Linked DNA regions of Mus musculus: all the other regions are linked to region 2. A link is a contact called in public ChIA-PET and Hi-C data. All regions are on one chromosome and are shown on one strand. The core of a region is the stretch at or near the end of the contact, and the rest is flanking DNA. Distances in the headings are between cores, read along the strand shown. Region 1 overlaps Polk (polymerase (DNA directed), kappa). Region 2 overlaps Sv2c (synaptic vesicle glycoprotein 2c). Region 3 has its middle 27 kb from the start of Gm41027.

Region 1 (3,471 bases), core at 748-3,247, 550 kb after region 2:
GTGATGCCACACCTGACTTTCACATGGTGCTGGGGGCCCAAACTCAGGTCCTCCTACTTACACAGCAAGGGCCTCACCCACTGAGCCCTCTACGCAGACTGACAGCCTATTTGTAAATGTAAGCTCCTAGTGATTCCTCTTCCTGTTCTTCCAGGAACAGAGCAGGAACTTACCAAGTATTTCATGAATAAATGAGCTATCCCAGCTACCTGCATCAATGACGCTACTGCTGAACTGCTTTGAATAAACTTACTATAACTGAATGCTTCTATTTAGGCAAATTAAACAATTCCCATTTGACTCAAATTGTTAATGTCTTAAAACAGAACAAAGGAACTGCACAACAAGAGATTCTACCTCTGGCGCATGACATGATGCTGCACTCTGTACAAGAGAGCATGCTGAATGAAGTACAGAGTGAATATTCCTTCTGTGAAACTACGTCTGCAGGGCTGCCTTGGCTAGGTTTCTGTTGCTGTGATGAAACAACAGGAAGGAAAGGAACTTGGGGAGACAGGGTTTATTTCACTCGCAGTCCCAGCATCACTGAAAGCAGTCAAGGCAAGGACTCAAACAGGGCAGGAGCCTGGAGGCAGGGGCTGACACAGGCCATAGAGGGTGCTGCTCATTGGTCTGCTCAGCATGCTTGGTCTCTAGAACCCAGGGCACCAGCCTAGGAGTGGCACCACCCACAGTGGGCTGGGCTCTCCCATGTCAATCACCACAGCCTGATCTTATGGAGGCATTCTCTCAGTTCCGAGTCTCTCTTCCCTGAGTCTAGCTTCTGTTAGGTTGACATAAAACTAGCCAGGAGAAGAGCTAATATCTGAAATAGTTATTCTATACCAATATCAATTAAAAACTGAAGATGTAGCTTATTTTTCATAAAACTTTAATATACATGTCAAATATAACAATGCAGAGTTGTAATCTTTAAACTTTTTTGCCTGTTCAGAGAAAAATTACTGGGTTGAAAGAAAAAAGAGAAGAGAACACGGAGAGAAACAAAATAGGCGAGTAAAGAAAAGTTTACATAGCAAGCATCCCCATACCGTTTTTATGGGCAGCCTCTACTAATGCTCTATATGTGCTTGCCCAGGTTACCCTGCAAAGGGCTATGGGACAGGTTTAATTTTGTCAACCTATAGGAAGCTGCCTAGATCATTAACATAAATCATAACAGAAGACAGCCATAAAGCAAGCACCGCATACACAGCACATGGAATCTACTACTGAGAGGAGCAACGGAGGCAGAACACAGTAACCAAGGAGAGGGGGAAACAGCTCTGGAGAACCCAGTGAGCGCCTAAAGGAAGGCAAAGCCATCAGGGGGAGAGCTCGCTGTGCCTGCCCATCCCCCATGAACGTGCTGTCTTCAGCCTTGCCCTCACTTACAGAATACTTGTTTCATGGTCTTAGGACAGACACACCAGCCACCCACCCACTAGCTGGAGATTAAAACTGCAGCTCTTCTCTTAGGAACAAGACCCGAATCCCATCTGCCTGTAGCAGACCCTGACAGTGTACACAGGCCTAACCTTGCTGAGCCTACCCCTCTCGCTGACCTGAGGGACTCTGCCTTCTTGGGTTGCTCCTATCTAGAATACCCTGAGCTCTGTCACAGGCTTCATGGGTCAACTCAAATATACTATGAAACTCGGCTGCAGCTTTGTCTTCCATGCCAGAGAACCAATGCTCTCTTGCTTGATTTCTTGTTTCCACTGTGGCCCTTATTATAGTAGATAAGCTGTAATAATTACAATATGCCTAAAATATGAATGAAGTAAGAATAAAGGAGTGGCACCTGAAATATTTTGGCTTGGAATAATATAGAGAAGCAGAAGATAAATAGAAAGCCAACCGCGAGGGAAACCTCCTCACACTCATGATTAACGCTGGGACGGTTTCTTCTGTGAACTTCTCTCTTGTACTCGATGCAAGCGTGCAGCTGCCCAGAGGAAGCCTCACAGTGTGACTCATCTCTTCCATCTTCCTTTACTCTCTTCTTAGTCACCCACCCATCCTGTCTGAACGCTCTCTGCTCTCCGCAATGCACAGCGCCTGCCTTAGCTTCCCAACATTTCTCCCCCTTTACTTCTCGATCATGGTTCGTTTATCACTTTCCCCTGAGGCCTTTCACAGTCTACTTGGTGGCTGTAACATTTACCTTCTTCTTCCTCCTGTTACTTCTGAGAACTCGTGTGTCACCGGGGCTAAAAATAAGGACCTTCCTCTGGTTCTCAGTAACGCTTCTCATTAGGCACAGGACAGTGGCTATGTTAGCCCTCTCTTACAATCTTTAATTCTAATAAACTAATGGCAAAAGGTTGTTGAAGGAATGAAGAGATGCTTGCACAACGTGTTCTTGGAGAGGGGTATGGCAAGGGCTCGCTGACTACCTCTCATTCTAAGGTAGAAGGGACAGTTATGGAGTATGTCAGGTGTTAAGTTCTTCCCACAAAAACTCACTTACTAGTCAGAATAATTCAGAGATTACAATTATTAGTCTTATAAATGAGAAAATGAAAGTTTACTAAGATTAAGAGATTTGTTCTGAGTCATAGAGCTGACGTGGGAGAGCTGGACTTGGGAAACAGGTTACACCAAAGTTTGTTTTCTTTGTCTTATCTTTTCTAACACAGGCTTTGGTTTTTTGTCTTTGTTGTTGAAGTTGTTTGTTTTGGAAACTATATGTAGTCCTGGCTGTCCCAGAACCCACTATGTAGAACAGGCTGGCCTAGAGCTCACAGAGACCCATCTGCCTCCTGAGTGCTGGGGTGAGAGCTGCAAATACCAATTGTGGCTAATAGACTTTGAACAGTCTTTAACATTGTGTATCCACACTCTATACTAATTTCTTTTCAAAACCTTCAATTTCTACTACATTTAGGACAATATTTGGAAATTCTGCTTTTTATTTTGACTTAGTATCTCCATAAAGTCTACTGAGTTGGTCCAAGTTAGCAAAGGCAGTTGTTAAAATGGTCGAAATGCACGGATTGGCTGTGTGGCCTCACTTAACAGAATGTGGATGCTCGTTTATCCAGTTTACGAGCTCATTAGAAGATAGTTTATATGATAACCAGATGCCTGCCTTCCAGGAGTGTGGTGAGGGTGGAGTCCAGGGGAGGATATTCAAAGAGGGTCCAAACGAGCTGCCTGGCTCATGCATGCAGACTTCTTACCTCGGTCTGACCAGCAGGAATTTACACTATCATATCACACATAATCAAATCTAGCATGTGGAAAATGTGAGTCCAAAATAGAAACATTTCCTATGAAAACATCTTCGTTCTCTGAGACCTTCTTGTCTCCTTGGGACTTCCTCAGCCTCCTCCCACGCACACAGCTTCTTTTAGAGGAAGCTCAACAAATGAAACAATTAAATAATCAACATAAGACACATTTCCTACCACTCCTGCTCTGAGAGATGCCAGCGAGGCTCCCAGCAAACACTGGGCACAACTGGAA
Region 2 (3,751 bases), core at 402-2,901:
GGATCAGGGAACATGTGAGGGGAAGGGAGGCAAGGCAGAGGGGACTCCAGGGAGCAGGGCCATCTCTGAACAGATTCTTGGGAACAGAAGTTTCCTTTTTTCTGGAAGGCCCGGGGCTGTGGTCATGCAAGAAAAGCGTAAAATAAGCAAAGAGGATTCCCCCTCCAACAAGACAGAGGCAGTTAAACAAAGAATGCTGTTTAAACACAGGCCTTACGATGGTTGCTATCACAGGCTGCAAATCTACAAGGAGGCTTCAGATTTCAAAGACGCGTAAAAGGATGGGCCTGGGGGAGGGGCACCGGGCAAGAGACTCGAAGGTCCTTTAGCTGACAGCTGGCCCGTGGGAACGTCCTGCTGACCCCTCCCTCCTTCCATGCTCAGGAAGATTCCAGAGGTAAAACAGATATTCACCCACCAGGAAATGCTGTCCTGCCTGCCGGAGGGTTGCTGGGGAGAGCAGGCAGGCTCAAAAACTGTCCAGAGACAAGGCTAGGAGCCCACAGCCTGGGGACACTGGAGGGACATGACCTGATGTGGAGATTTGGGCTAAAAATGTAACAGTGGACAGTTGATCAAAGGAGGGTGGGTGGTGTTGACCCGCAAGGGACCGTACAAGAGAGGCTCCCGTCTGTGTTTCCCAAATGGCTTTGGTTGTGAATTCCAATTTCTATCTAAAAATCTGCCTTGTGCTGCTCAGGTAGGGTTTCGTTGCCAAGTGGGGATAGACTTTAAACTTTTCTTGTTAACAAAACCACCCTAATCATCCTGCCCAAAAGAGCCCCGCCCAGAAGTGCTTGGTGTCACACAATTGTCTTGAAACCCCCTGCTGTAACAGCTAGAGTGGCTGGCAGGCTGTCTTTTTTCTAAGAAAACAGGAAGTATCACTCGGTATGAGAAAAAGAAAGAAAGAAAGAAAGAAAGAAAGAAAGAAAGAAAGAAAGAAAGAAAGAAAGAAAGAAAGAAAGAAAGAAAGAAAGAAAGAAAGAAAGAAAGAAAGAAAGAGAGAGAAAGAAAGAGAGAAAGAAAAAAGAAGAAAAAGAAATCCCTTTCCTCAGCACAAAATTATGCCAATTTAAACTTCCTGTTAGTAGAGCGTCGCCAGCAGGGTCTATTTCTTACACCAGCACAGACTTTTTAGATTCTTGGTGAATGTAGTCCTTGGGGAAGCCTGGTCAACTGAGACATTTTAGGAACACTTCCACTGGGCACTGAGAAGCAGGAACATCACAGTTAGGAAAAGCTAACAGTGCACGGGGGGAGGGGGGGCGGGAAACCCTGCAAATCACACTGGCGGGGTAAGACAATACGCAGCTACACGTTACATCACAGCAAAAGTTTGTGTTCTGATACTTGGCCACCTTTCTATACATTAAAACTCTGAAGCTTTGAGTCAGGCAATACGACCGACCCACGGTGGGAGGAAGGGAATGGCTTTTGTCACGTCACATCAGAACCTGGGTTCGTGTGTCGGGCAGGCGCAGCCCCACGAGTCCTCCACACACGAGCACAGTGGAAGCCAGCAGGATGGGGATGGCTTTGGTGATGCTGACCAAGGAGCCGAAGATTAAGTTTCCCAGGACGGCCGCCGCTTTACAGAGGGCGTTCAAGAAGCCGAAGCCCGTTGCTCTGCAAGGGACAGAAACACAGTCAAGGTTTAGAAAATGATGCTCGGGAGTCCAGCTTTAAACTTACACGTTCTGCGCAGTCACCCTGATGGTCTTTACGTGGTTTGTGCCGTATGTTAGTGAAGCAGATAATTAAAATGCTTGTTAGCAAACGCGGAGGCAGAGAAGCCAGCTGTCACTGCTGCGGCCGGTCTCCTGATGACGTACGTACGACTCTACTGACTCTTATTTTGGTACAGAAGAAGAAAAAAAAGCTCTTTCTTGGTCCAATGTGTTGGAAGGATGGTTCTACTAAGTAAAAGTTAATTTCACTCCGTGTAAGTCCTCTCAGGATAAAAGCAGGCTTAAAGCCTCTTTCCGTAGGAGTCAGCTAGCCTCTGCTTAGCTTGGGAGAAGCTGGGCCACCTCCTCTGTCCAGGGAGTGGGACTGGGCGATCTAGCAGGCTCTCAAGTCTTTACAAAAGTGACTTGTTATTTGTTTTATAAGTGTCCAGAATCTTGGTGACACCTCTTAAATAGAGGAAATAAGGAAATTCAAATTTTGTTCCAGTATAAAATACAACTGCCGTCTGTCAGACACTATCAGCCTGCTTCTCAGCGACTCAGCACCTGTAGTTTACTTACGTCAGCATCCAGTGCTGTGCATTTCGACCATAGCTAAGAGTTCCCACCACCGCTAAGAGTTGCTATGCAACACAGACCCTTTAAAGGGCATCTGTCAACATCACGGTGTGTGTGTGTTCTCTCTCTCTCTCCCTCTCTCTCTCTTTCTCTCTCTCATTTTGTCCCTCTCGTTTTAACTGTCTCTCAGTCTGTCTGTCTCATGTCCCCACTCTGAGACTGTTTTTGCTACCCCACCCCCAAACCTCTTGCTTTAGGTTTGTTGCACAGGGTGATCTCTTAACAGCACACCCGGACCCACCCAGGTCCCTTCCAATGCTTTACCCTATTGATAGTGATTTGGCAATGGGTTTCTTTAGGATTATTTTATTTTCATTTTCCTCTTATTAGTTATCTAAATGAATATTCCTAGATTTTATTTTTATACTCATTTATTCATCTAGTGTGTATGTGGAGATCAGAGACCTTGCAGGAATCAGTTAGCACTTAACTTACAATCCTCCTGTCTCAGCTTCTTGAGAACTATGATTATAGGGTATTTGCTGCCAGGTCAGTATAATGTGCTCAATTTTAAAAACATTTATTTATTTATTTATTTACTTACTTACTTACTTACTTATTTCTTTATTTATATGAATACACTATTGCTGTCTTCAGACACACCAGAAGAGGACATCAGATCCCCTTACAGATGGCTGTGAATTCATTGAACTCAGGTTGTCTGGAAGGACAGTCAGTGCTCTTAACCACTGAGCCATCGCTCCAGTCCGTGCTTGATTTTTAAACAATTAAAGTCAACTGAATTTTCAAGAGGTGTGTCCTCCTCTTAGGTACCAAGTATGTTTTTGCTAGTGGGTGGAGAACAAATGCAGCCTGAGCACGCCTGATCTGGAACCTGTGGGACCTTAGCTGTTTCAGGTTAGAATTTGGAGTGTGTGCACAGCCATTCCTAGTTGAATACTTTCATCCAGAAACTTGCCGTCCAAAGTGCTTTACAGTCTGAAACTCACAAGCATGTGGCCTTTCAGATTAGTGGTGTTCAGCATTAGGAATGAACGAGCAAGTTAGTTCATGGTGAGCTAATGTAGTGTCGCCATGGGCTGAGAGATGGCTCAGTTCCTGTCAGTTCTGACTGTGAAGACAGGAGGACCTGGATTCAAACCCTCAGAGTGCATGTAACAAAAGCATGGCTTCCTTCGAATGCCTGTAACTCCAGTGTTGGAGAGGGGGCTGGGGGAGCGGGAGCAGAGAAAGGAAGGCAGATACTGGGAACCAGCCAGTCTAGCTGAACCGGTGAGCTCCTGGTTCAGTGATAGACCCTGTGTGGAAAGAAAGAGAGGAAGGAAGGAAGGAAGGAAGGAAGGAAGGAAGGAAGGAAGGAAGGAAGGAAGGAAGGAAGGAAGGAAAGAAGGAAGGAGGAAGGAAGAGAGGAGAAGCAATAAAGGAAGATGACACCCAGTGTTCTCCTCTAGCCTCCACATATATGTGCACTTGAACATAAC
Region 3 (3,433 bases), core at 373-2,872, 1.0 Mb after region 2:
GAGGTGTCACCTCCTAGGGAACAGAGGGCAGTAAAGGCCAGTTTATGTTTAGACAATATGGTGCTGAGATGGGTATCAGCATGGACCAACATGACTAACTCTGAACATCCAGGAGACTATGTGTCAGTACCAAATGGCTGACAGTGGATGTCATACATATATTCATGTACACTGTACCTAAGTAATGAATAATTTTCTGAGACCTAGGGCCCTTGGCCTTCAGCTTTTCCAGCCTGTCTGTGTATGTACTTCTTTCTGTAGGCCTGTGTGTGTCTGGATCCATGCAGCTCAAGTCTTCTTTCTGGCTTGTGTTTGGGTACTTTCCTGCATCTGCCTGCCTCTCACTCTGTGTGATGGCTTCGACGCAGCATGGATAACATCTCATCTGCCTGGGCTCCTTGAATTCTCTCCAGCTTCCCAGGCTCCCACGACCCTCCTCCTCTCCTGGAGTTGGCACTTGGACCTTGGACCATTTCACATGACCCATGCCCACTTGCTGTGATATTTGGGTCCTTTCCTGGTTTCACCCAATGACTCCCTACACAAGTACAAACTTTTACATCAAAACACTAATACACAGACATTTTTGGTAACAAGCCGGCCCATGTACGTAACTCCTGTGTGCTAGGTAGTATAACTCTCTGAAGTACAGTAATGGGTTTTTATGAATGTTACAAATAAAAACATTTACATTTTATTTTTATGCATAGTAATGAAAACTGTTCTATAAATCCAGATATGTCTTTATGGTCTAGGTTGTGGCATTGCCTCACAAAACATTGTCATGACACCATGACACTGTCTTTTATAAGTTGCCTTGGTCATGGTGTTTCATCAGAGCAATAGAAAAGTAGATGGGACATTTGGTCTGATCATCCTTGCTATGCCCTAATTATTCTGTTGCTGAATAGGAATGATTATTCTGTGCCATTGTGTGCATGCGACTTGTTTTTTACTTTACAGGAGCTTACAGTTAAGAGATTGCCTTGACCTAAGATGAGGCATAGATTTTGGTCTTTTAAACTGTGAAGTTGTAAAACACTATGGACACCTTTAAGGTTTAATTATGTCTTACATTATAAGACAAATGTAAGGCTGGGGTCAGGAGGAAGGCAATGATTTAAAGTGATGTGCCAGGAGCCAGCTGTCTCATGGATAAAAGCAACTGCTGATGGGTCTGATGCCTAGAAATGGATCCCCAGTGCCCACGTGTTGGGAAGATAGAACCAACTCCTGAAAGCTGTGCTCTGACCCTACACACACATACATACATGTGCACACAAAATAAATACGAATTGTAAAAGCATTTGTAGAGTCACAGAATAACCCTTAACTTGCTCGTCTGCGTGACTCATGGGTCTCGTGAGACCTCTTTCTAGTAAATTAAAGTTTAGTAACAAAGGGAAATGAATAGGCTCTCTTTGACATTTTGGCCAACAAGGGTCTTTTTCCAGAATGCCTTTTCTTAGAACTTATGTTACGTCTTTTGGAACAGTAACAAAACCCAGTAGAAAGTATAACATGTTGAGCAACAGATTCAATTGAGAAAACATAGTAAGGTGTATAATTTGTCATGAGCAGAAGGCAGAAAGCAGGTGGGAACCTTGACTAAAACCACATCAAGGGTGTAGCCGCCCGCAGCCACACAAACTGGTTTCCTGCGTAGGAGCCCGGAGCTGTATGGGAGGAAATGGCAAGAGAAAAAAATGAGACCAAGACAGATTCTGATCAAGGCCCAATGTTTACTAAGAGTCTGAGCTTATAAAGGGGGAAAGCCCATCCCCGCCATGCCAGGCTTCTTGATGCTTTGTTGCCAAGTTGTTAGCACTGGGTCACCAATGGACATGTTGCCAGCTATCTCAGGAATATCTCAGGAAGACAGGTTCAGCCTCTCAGAGGTAGCAGCGTCTTGGAGAAGAGCACAGGTGGCAGAACATTAGACCTCACTAGGTCAGAAGACTCCACCCTAGGTGGTCTCATTCACAGTGGCAAAACAGGTCTGAGCCAGCCTGCTCAAGGCTGGGGGAGGCTACACAAGAGATGGGGGTCACAATGTGAGCACCAAGCTAGTCCTTGAACCCGTGACTTGGTCAGCAGTGACCAGACAAGCCTACCTCTCCCTCGTATATCCAGTCTTACTCAGTGGGAATTGTAATATAATCTGCACTACTCTAGATGTTCTGCATACCCATAGAGTCTATATTTGTCCATTAGCCATCTACCATCACAGGGCCAACATAATGGCCAAAACAGTTTCCAATTTCCCTAGAAACCAGATTCCCTAGTGCTATGTAGCACGCTTAGTATGCCCTGTGTTCAGTCCCCTATACAAAAGAAAACAGAAGAAAAAAGCAGTCTCCAGACGTAGTGGGGAATCAATGTCCTTGCTCATTGGAAACCTGCTCTCCTAGGGGGCACTGGGATGCTAATCCCTCCCTGGTCTCTCTGTGCTCACTCTCTGTCCACTAGATGAGCAGCTTTGACCTAACACAAGCTCCCCACCGTGATTTCTCGCCTCACCACAGGCCCAGAAACAGCAAGTCTATTGGATAATGGATTGGGAACCTCTTAAACGGAAGCCCTCCTCTCTTTATGAGTTGGTTATTTTATTTTATTTTATTTTATGTTATAGTAATTATATAACACATACTATAGGCTATATTAATATATATGTATCATGACATTTTATTATAGTAATGAAAAGCTAGCTAGCACACATATCATAAACCATCCTGTCTAACCTAATATTCTCCCTACACTAAGCTACCTACGGCCAGGCACTAGGCAACCAACCCCAAGGTCATTTCCCAAGGTCATTTCCCCTGTCGGCCTTAACAGTTTTTCTGTGGGGGTTGGGGGAGAGACAGAATTTTGCTAAGTAGTCCAGTGACCTTGAACTCACTATATAGTCCAGCAATTGTAAAACTCAGAGTCTTGTGCCTCCATCTCCTGAGGGTTAGGATGATAAGTGTGTGGTGCCACACTGGGATCTTGCCTTGCCTTTCTTACAAAGAAAAAAAAAATCCCAATATAAATCTCTGGACTGGTGTTTCTGCTCCTCCTGTGTGGCCCAGAGTGACACAGTATCCCTCTACTCTCAGGATCTTACATAATATGTATTCTTCAGTGGAGTGGCACTAGTTTCTCCACATCTCTTTCAGTGACCTTCATGTGTTAGCTCCTGAGGGTACAATTGAGAGAAACTTGTGCTTGGGGGCATTTGTGGTCACTGTTCCATCTGCCAGAAATGCAATCCACCCCCACATGTTTCTGTACACACACACACACACACACATGCTGCATTTAAATCTCAGCTCCAATGGCATCCACCCCTGGAGCCTTCGCTGACCATGCTAACCCGGCAGCTGCTCAGCTTCCAACAGCCTCAGCCTCTGCCCCCTTTGTTTCTCTCCATAGTGCTTATTACAGCTTA

What was found. Hi-C and Micro-C count contacts between places; a contact is called where the count stands out from the background. ChIA-PET counts read pairs in DNA pulled down with a chosen protein or histone mark.
Region 1: a contact with region 2 is called in an RNA polymerase II ChIA-PET map of memory CD8 T cells, with 29 read pairs. The contact joins two enhancer-like sites. A contact is called at or near these places in 3 of 115 datasets of contacts at active chromatin or transcription factors (bone marrow-derived macrophages, memory CD8 T cells and pancreatic cancer cells).
Region 3: a contact with region 2 is called in a Hi-C map of CD8 T cells, with 4 times the contacts expected there. The contact joins two enhancer-like sites. A contact is called at or near these places in 1 of 484 Hi-C or Micro-C datasets (CD8 T cells) and 1 of 115 datasets of contacts at active chromatin or transcription factors (embryonic stem cells).

What each region holds. Positions count from the first base shown.
Region 1 is chr13:96,508,819-96,512,289 of GRCm38.p6, forward strand. The region is part of intron 3 of Polk (polymerase (DNA directed), kappa); the gene reads right to left. Among named protein-coding and RNA genes, the nearest start is that of Polk, 32 kb to the right of the region's middle. Within about 2 kb of position 1,998, at least 177 of the 459 cell types and tissues checked have an H3K27ac peak or open chromatin away from gene starts, as enhancers often do. A contact at or near this core is called in memory CD8 T cells, where this site is marked.
Region 2 is chr13:95,959,835-95,963,585 of GRCm38.p6, forward strand. It overlaps Sv2c (synaptic vesicle glycoprotein 2c), which reads right to left. Exons shown (of 13, transcript NM_029210.1): 13 at 1-1,629. The coding sequence ends at 1,446. Among named protein-coding and RNA genes, the nearest start is that of Gm24032, 65 kb to the left of the region's middle. Within about 2 kb of position 1,652, at least 126 of the 459 cell types and tissues checked have an H3K27ac peak or open chromatin away from gene starts, as enhancers often do. A contact at or near this core is called in CD8 T cells and memory CD8 T cells, where this site is marked.
Region 3 is chr13:96,955,024-96,958,456 of GRCm38.p6, forward strand. No RefSeq gene overlaps it. Among named protein-coding and RNA genes, the nearest start is that of Gm41027, 27 kb to the right of the region's middle. Within about 2 kb of position 1,623, at least 34 of the 459 cell types and tissues checked have an H3K27ac peak or open chromatin away from gene starts, as enhancers often do. A contact at or near this core is called in CD8 T cells, where this site is marked.